2 separate regions of the Canis lupus genome follow, and region 1 is linked to region 2. The links are chromatin contacts, called in public Hi-C maps. All regions are on one chromosome and are shown on one strand. The core of a region is the stretch at or near the end of the contact, and the rest is flanking DNA. Distances in the headings are between cores, read along the strand shown.

Region 1 (4,264 bases), core at 919-3,418, 83 kb after region 2:
TCCCTCTCCCCTGACACTATTATATGGGTATATGTGATGCCACAATAATAAAATGAGGTGGTTGAGAGCAGGAGCTGATGGTGAGCAGGAAACAAGACAGGGCCTGTAAACACCAATCAGAGGCCAGAGAGGGGAGGAGCAGCCAGAGTGGGAGCTGGAAAAAGTGATCAGAGAACCAGACAGAAAAAGCAGAACTTAGTGACCGAGAAGACAGGAGATTGCTCCAGGGGGGATGGAGAAGGCAGCAGTACCAAATACTCCTGAGAAACTTCACATAAGATACATATTGAAAAGTATCTGGTGGATCTGGCCACACAAAGCTCATCAGTGACTTTTGCAAACTGTCAATGTTCAGGTAGCTCCATTGTTTAAAACGCTCAAGGCTTCCCAGGGCCTCCATTGATGACCCCCGGTTATCAGAAATTGTACCCCTGGCCCCCAGTCTCTTAGCAAACCTGACCTACATGAAACCAAAGAGCAAAGAGACCATCCATAGCTCAAGGATGGTCACCAACACCCTAAATAAAAACAGCCTCCATTTCAGCCCTGCCTCTTACCACTTTCATGCATTCACACCAGGCTCCAGTCATGACACGCTGCTTGCATGGACATAAGGTCATCCTCTCTTACCCCTGTGCTGTTCCCTTGGCCGGTAACCCTCTCCTCCTCTCAAACACACCCATGTGTCCTTCCCAACAAGCTCAAGTACCATCTCATCCAGGAAGCCCTCCCTGAGCCCCAGATTGGGCTGGGTGGCCCTCTTCTCTTTTCCCATCCCATCATGTACTGGGATGAGTCAGGTACATTTCTTGGGCATTATGTCTACTTTCGTTCCCATCTTCTGGCCAGTGCCTGCAGCACTATGTTCCCGAACATGTAGGGAAGCAAGCCTTGGATGATGGAAGTGAGGGCTCATCCAGCCAAGATCAGATAAGTAAACACCTGCAGGCCAAATTGGCAGGCACAACAGAGTGACTGCGTCAGCGCCTTGAGCTATGGACAGTCTCTTTGCTCTTTGGTTTCATGTAGGTCAGGTTTGCTAAGAGACTGGGGGCCAGGGGTACAATTTCTGATAACCGGGGGTCATTAGGTTGCAAAATCTCCAGCACCATCCAGGTCAATGGCTTTTTGCAGTGTTACTTGTGCCTCTACCTCTCTTGCCCTCTCCACCTGCCTTTCCCTGCTCTATGCGCCTATCTTTCCAGCGTGGGAGAGCATCCCGTTGATTCACATTTGCTTCTGCATTGATCGACCTCTGCTGGATCTTCTCTTGCTCTACAGACCTCCTTTTTCTCCCCCAGCGGTCCCACTGGGAAAAAGGAACTGAGTTAGTTCTCTTGGGTTTGTTGTTAGAAGGTGGAGGAGGGGGGACGCCTGGGTGGCTCAGTGGTCAAGCATTGCCTTCGGCCCAGGGCGTGATCCTGGGGTCCCAGGATCGAGTCCCAAATTGGGCTCCCTGCATGGAGCCTGCTTCTCCCTCTGCCTGTGTCTCTGCCTCTCTGTCTCTCTCTGTGTGACTATCATGAATAAATAAATAAAATCTTTAAAAAAAAAAAAGAGAGAGAGAGAGAGAGGCAGAGACACTGGCAGAGGGAGAAGCAGGCTCCATGCACCGGGAGCCCGACGTGGGATTCGATCCCGGGTCTCCAGGATCGTGCCCCGGGCCAAAGGCAGGCGCCAAACCGCTGCGCCACCTAGGGATCCCTCTCTCTCTCTCTTTGTGTCTCTCATGAATAAATAAATAAATACAAATCTTAAAAAAAAAAGTTGCAGGAGGGACAGTAGACGCATCCTGGACTGAGGAGACACCTGGAGACTGAAAAACAATACAAGCCACTCTATACCATTTACACCCAGTTTTATTCAGCGTGACTTACTGACAGGGGCAGGTGCACAGCCCAGGACACGATGCAGCCCTTCTTCCCCTCGCCCCCAACCGCTCCCCCCAATGGACCCTAATCCCCAGCTTTTATGCAGTGAGGGATATGGTAGTGTGGTTATCCATAAGTGGCACCATCTGGGCGCCAGCCACCTCTAGGAGTTATCTAAAGTGGAGCCTTCTGTGCACCACTTCAGGGAAGGGCAGAACAAGCCCCCCCGTCGTTGGGATCAGGTATGTCATCGCGTGGGTATGAATACGATGGAGAGAGAACGAGGGAATCAGGTCAGTGAGGTCCTACATTTGGTTATTCACTCCCGAGGGCAAGGAACATGCTCTTCCCACTTGTACTGGCTGAGGCCAAGTCTTGCTAAACTGTATGTACTAACTGTTTTCGGGGGAAATGGACTTTGACATTATTACTGACCCAGGAGCCAGGCCTTCGAGTGCCAAGGGCTTTTGAGCCACGCTGGGCATGGTTCCGAGGTGTGGACGTGGAAATAGGTAAGATTGATGCTTTACACACGGCTCCCTTCAAATCCGACTCCAAACTCGGGTCTCCACCCGCTCCTTACCCGAAAGCCAGGCGCCCTCTTGTGGAGGAACGCTGTCTCCTCGGAAAGGTCAGACACCAGACCACCTTTAAACTACACCTTGCCCTCTTCTGGAAACCCTTCCTGGGTAGGGAATGGGTAGATGAACTGCACTTTTTATTTTTAATTTAATTTAATTCATTCACTCATTCATTCATTCATAAGAGACAGAGAGAAGCAGAGACACAGGCAGGGGGAGAAGCATGGAGGCCTGATGCAGGACTCAATCCCAGGACCCTAGGATCACCACCTGAGCCGAAGGCAGAGGCTCAACTGCTGAGCCATCCAGGCGTCTGGAACTGCGCTTTTTAAGACATGTAACATCATATATAGTTTCATTCCTGATAATGAAACTGGGCCTACTCATATTAGCAAATACAGCAAACTATAAACAATATAATAAAAGATCACCACAATCCTATCTTCCACAGATAGCCACTATTGATATTTTGGTGTTTGTTTGTTTTAATATATGAGCTATGTAAAGAATCAACCTAAGGATAAATATAGGCGCACCTGGGTGGCTCAGTCAGTTAAGCGTCCAACTCTTGGTTTCTGCTCAGGTCACGATCCGAGGTCCTGGGATAGAGCCCCCACAAGGGTTCTGTGCTCAGCAGGGAGTCTGCTTACTCTCTCTCTCACTCTCTCTCCCCCTCTGCCCCACCCCCCTACTCGTGCACTCTCTCTTGCTCTGAAATAAATAAATGAACCTTAAAAAATATATATATATAATATGGGTATTAAAATATACATTTAAAAAAAATAAAATATACATTTAACAGGTGAGGACATAGGTCTCTTTTGTACATAGATGTACTCCTCTTGATACCAGTGTGGCTAAACTCTATACCTTCAAGTCTTTGTGTCCCTCTTACCCTGCTCTTATTTTGTTTCCTTCAACACAGCACCTTTAACCTTTTATTGTTTATTGTCTCCCTCACACCCTCAGTGTGAACTCCAAGAAGACAGGATCGTTTCAGTTTTGCTCAATGATGTATCCCAAGTGCCTAAAGCAGTACCCCGTACATAGTAGGTGCTTCATAAATCTTTGTGGAAAGTGCCTCAAGATTATATCCTCTATTTTTTATTACTGAAAATTAGTTGTAAATGTACATAATAAACAAAAATGTATCCTGTTCCATTTTATAGCTATTTCATCATTTATTTAATCATTCCCCTGCTATAAGTCATTTAGGCTGATATAATTTTCTATCATGATAAACAATATTTCAATAGACCTCTTTGTACTCAAATATCTTTTGCTATTTCTTATTATTTTCTTAGAATACCTTCCTAGAAGGTTAATTTCTGAATTATAAGGTGGTAAGATTTAAAGCTTTCCTGATGACAATACCAAGTTGTTTTCCACGATGCTTATATCAAATTATGCTGGTGTTGGATAGATCCTCTTCTTAATCTCGGCTAACTTCCAAGCAAAGAAAATTTATATCTCATTTTAATGCATATCTCTGATTTCTAAAGAAGTCATCAAAATTGTCACAGGTATTATCCATTTGATTTTTTTCCCTCCCCTTGAAATGTCAATTTATGTATTTAGGGGGATTTGTTTTCCTATTGAACTATGTGAGAGCTTTGTGTTTAATACTGATAATAATGTCTGTGTCTTTAGGTAGTACCCTGTGTTATATTTGTCACTTCTATTTTGCCCAGATTATTGTTTCACTTCAAATTTAATTATGGCTTTAAAAAAAAACCCTAGGAGTTAAAAGTCTTTTTGTGCTTTGATCCATCAGTATCTTTCTTTGGTACGTAATGTGCTGCTTTGGTGCTT
Region 2 (4,436 bases), core at 1,760-4,259:
ATATAATCTTTATTACTCAACACATCCAGTTAGATCTGAGGAATATCCTAAATCAAAATTAAATTTCTATGGTAAAATGTACAGAAATCCAAACTAAGAGGGAAAAACAAAACTTTAAATAGCTTTAGGGCAGTTTCAGGCAGGCTTTGCCACCAAATGTCATGTACCTTCTATCTCAGAGCTTTTTGGATTTCAGAATTGTAGATAAGGGCTTCTGGGCCAGAACTGACATATTCAATCCTATTATATTCCTATTTTATACATAAGGAGCCTGAAGAAAACATAGAGAACCTAAGTGGCTTTGCCCTTGGTTACACAGCTAACAAGACTGGCTTAGTCAAAATTATGTAAACACTGACTGTTTTAAGTTTAGTAGTACTATTTGACTTTTAAAATGTCACACACACACTCATAATTTTAGTGAGGAATATTTTTACGTTTTAATATGGAAAGATCCAAGACACATGAGTTCAGAGAAAAAAACACTCTGAATAGTGTATATATAAAGCTACTGTCACATTTAAAAATGTGTGTGTGTAACATGTAAATGGATACACTTGTCTCTGGAAGACTGCAGTAGAAGCTGGGAAACAGAGGAGAACATGCAGGCAATTGGAGGAGGAAAGAAAAGAAACCTCACTTTTCACTGTGACTTTTCAAAACGTTTGAATTTTATACCCAGTGACTGTGTTCAAGATTCAATCAAATTCAATTTAAAAACAGTAAGAAGATAGATACCAATATATCAGTACTGCTTAGTTAACTCTGGATGCTCAGATTTTATTTTACAGTAATCTTGCCTTATTCTTGCTTTCACCCCCCAAGGTTTCAGGTACTCACAGACAATGCCATCTGAAAGTAGACAATACCCCTTCTGACAGTCCTCAGAAGGTCAGTGATAGCCTAACATATATCACAAAGCCTACGTCATTCACTTCACTCCAACTCATCACGTAGGCATTGTATCATCAAACATCATCACCAGAAGAAGAATGAGTCCAAAATAAGATATTTTCAGAGACCATATTCACATAATTTTTATTACAGTACATTGTTATAATTGTCCTATTTTTTCGTACTAACATTTTTTATTGTTGTCAGAAGAGTGAAAGTTGTATTAGAAGCTCCACAATCACACAAAATTCTATGTTAATGAACATGAACAGATCAGAAACCAAAACAGCAAAATGAGTAAATGAACTAAAGATTACAAATAGTCATCCTGCAGGAAAAAAATTATTGTGATAAATAATGAAAGAGCACAAAACAAAACTTCATATTTGAATTCTATGAAGTCACTAGTAATGCTAGTTATTAGTTTTTTTTGTTAATCTCTTACTGTGCCTAATTTATAAGTTAAGCTTTATCATATATATGTACAGGAAAAATAGTGTATATATAGCATTCACTGGAGCAGATAATGAGGAAACTAGAGTATTTCATTCTTTCCTATGTGTTCTACATTTTCTATAATAAGCATGTATTAGTTTTAGACTAAGTGAGGAAAAATCTTTCTTTAGGAAGTACATTCTTTATTCAACTATATTGTTCCTACTACTTTGCTATCCAGGATCCTATGAACATAGAAGTCTTTGGATTCTGAAGAATGAGTAAATCTTGGACTCTTCCACTAACAATAAATGACAATTGTTGTTATTGTCACAATCCACAGTGGGCCTCAAATAATTTTTTATAGAAGCTCTAACTTTTTTGTAGCTGCAAAAGTTTTTTGAATGACTGGGTGGCTCAGTTGGTTGAGCATCTGACTCTTGATTTCTGCTCAAGTCATGATCTCAGGGTTGTGGGATCAAGTCCTAAGCTGGGCTCTGTGCTGGGCATGAAACCTGCTTAAGATTCTCTCTCTCCCTCCTTCTCTGCCCCTCTTCTCTTAAACAAACAAACAAAAAAGTTATTTGAATTGTAAAGCTAATTACCTCATGGAATGGTTTTCCAGCTACCAGGAAAAGACAGAAATATACATCTCATAATAAAATGTAAGCTGTTACTGCTGGGGATTTACCCCAAAGATACAGATGCAATGAAACGCCGGGACACCTGCACCCCGATGTTTATAGCAGCAATGTCCACAATAGCCAAACTGTGGAAGGAGCCTCAGTGTCCATCGAAAGATGAATGGATAAAGAAGATGTGGTCTATGTATACAATGGAATATTACTCAGCCATTAGAAACAACAAATACCCACCATTTGCTTCAACGTGGATGGAACTGGAGGGTATTATGCTGAGTGAAATAAGTCAATCGGAGAAGGGCAAACATTATATGGTCTCATTTATTTGGGGAATATAAAAAATAGTGAAAGGGAATAAAGGGGAAAGGAGAAAAAATGAGTGGGAAATATCAGAAAGGGAGACAGAACATGAGAGACTCCTAACTGTGGGAAACGAACTAGGAGTGGTGGAAGGAGGGGAGGATGGGGGTGAATGGGTGACGGGCACTGAGGGAGGCACTTGATGGGATGAGCACTGGGTATTATTCTATATGTTGGCAAATTGAACACCAATAAAAAATAAATTTATAAAACACAAAACAAAACAACAACAAAATGTAAGCTGTTTTCCAAAATGATAGCCCTTTTCCCAAATCTCTTTCCTCTCAGCATCATTAATCTAACTCACTTTTATAAGATTCAAGTATCATCTCCAAAGCACTAGTCAGTGATTGTTCCCTATGCAAATGAGAGTTTGCACAGCAAATATGAGCTTGGAAAATGTTCCCGTGCACTTCCTATGAAAATTTGCACTTATGTCAAGAAAAAAAAAAAAAAAAAGAACAGAAGAAAAGTAATGAGTCAGATAATGAAGCACTTCTCAGGACTGAAGCAAAGGTTGTCCTTTTGAAATATTTCCTCTTGAATCTAAGGTTAGGTTTAGAGAGTGGCTTCCTTGAATAGGTAGGATTTAGGTTTCTCCCTGAAGCTTCAGGGTTACCAGGGAGCTATGTCCTTGAAAGACCTGTGCAGCGAGTACATGAGGTTGGTGCACTCGACACTAGAAGAGCCAGAACAACAACTACTGATTGGGGGAAGGAATTAGAAGGAACAAAGAAAGGACACAGAGAGGGGAGGCGGGGCGCTGTGCTGGTGGGTGTTAGCAGAGGAAGCCAAGGAAGTAAAGTGATATGCAGCAAGGATAGCAAAGAAGCAAAATGAGAAGCATAAGGAAGGAAAGAAAAGAAGAAATAGATTAAAGAGACAAAGGGAAAGAGGAACCATCCACAAGAAAGGGCATGGAAAAAAAACCCCACTCTTTTTTAAAGAACATAATAAAATAGTACTAAAGTGGAGGACTATTGAAACAAAAGTAAGAAGGCATTCTCAGCATTATAACATTATAAACAAATAGAAAGACAAGTTAGGCTTACAACCTGCCCTGCCAACCAATATTTTCACAAATCAAAAGGAACCACTGGAACAGATTCAGCTCAAACCTAAAACAGAACTGAAAATGTCACTTTCCAGTAAAGCTACTCTGATAAAAATCTCACTAGATTTCCTTATTCAATTGGTTGTTTTAGAATCAGGTGAGAACACAGCACAAGTGCAGAGATACCATCTCACTGCAGGGTGGGAACTCCTGGCATGCGGGCTGTATCTGGCCCTGGGCATATTTTATCTAATCCACAGAAGGATTACCAAAAGGAGATACACTGTATTTCACATTTGCAATTGCAAAAAGAATTCCGGTATTAAAACCTTTAGTGGTGGGACGTCTGGGTGGTTCAGTGGTGAGCGTCTGCCCTAGGCTCAGGGTGTGATCCTGGGGTCCTGGGATTGAGTCCGGCATCGGACTCCCCTAAAGGAGCCTGCTTCTGTCTCTGCCTCTTTATGTGTGTCTCTTATGAGTAAATAAATAAAATCTTAAAAAAAAAAAAAAAAAAGGAAGTAAAAGTAAAACCTTTAGTGGTAATATGGCAAAAGGCCACAAGATGGTGATGGTATACCCTGGAGAGACCTTATTCATCAGCAAAATTCATCAGCACGCGCACGCGCGTGCACACACAGGCACTCACACACCTTTATTAGCTCTTCCTTAATGAAGAATTGGCCAAGGAAATGACAGTGGCATGAAGGAGAGAAGAGATTTGGAAAACACTAACTTCAGATAACAATAAAAACATTTCCTGTAATAAAACTTACTTATATCTTTGGTTTCTCTTCTTTTCCCAATTAAAAAAAACAAAAACAAAAACAAAAGCAGTACTCTTAAGACTGGTAGACACCAAGAAAATTCTTTCTGTATCTGATTATTATGTATCTACTGATAAAGTAATACATTAGAATAAAGCAACTATTATCTTTCTTGGAAAATTTCAATTTCTTCCTTGGGCTCTGTAAGATGAAATTTTCCTAGACTCCAGTAAAGATTTTATTTCCTTGGCTGCAATTTATTTTCTTACTCATCAAGGAAATGACAGA

The links. A called contact is a pair of places that touch in the nucleus more often than the background predicts.
Region 1: a Hi-C map of liver shows a contact between it and region 2, with 4 times the contacts expected there. The contact joins two enhancer-like sites. A contact is called at or near these places in 4 of 9 Hi-C or Micro-C datasets (amygdala, blood and liver).

Annotation. Positions count from the first base shown.
Region 1 is chr30:18,041,048-18,045,311 of UU_Cfam_GSD_1.0, forward strand. No RefSeq gene overlaps it. Among named protein-coding and RNA genes, the nearest start is that of MAPK6, 51 kb to the left of the region's middle. Within about 2 kb of position 2,169, at least 3 of the 20 cell types and tissues checked have an H3K27ac peak or open chromatin away from gene starts, as enhancers often do. A contact at or near this core is called in liver, where this site is marked.
Region 2 is chr30:17,957,067-17,961,502 of UU_Cfam_GSD_1.0, forward strand. No RefSeq gene overlaps it. Among named protein-coding and RNA genes, the nearest start is that of LEO1, 15 kb to the left of the region's middle. Within about 2 kb of position 3,010, at least 8 of the 20 cell types and tissues checked have an H3K27ac peak or open chromatin away from gene starts, as enhancers often do. A contact at or near this core is called in liver, where this site is marked.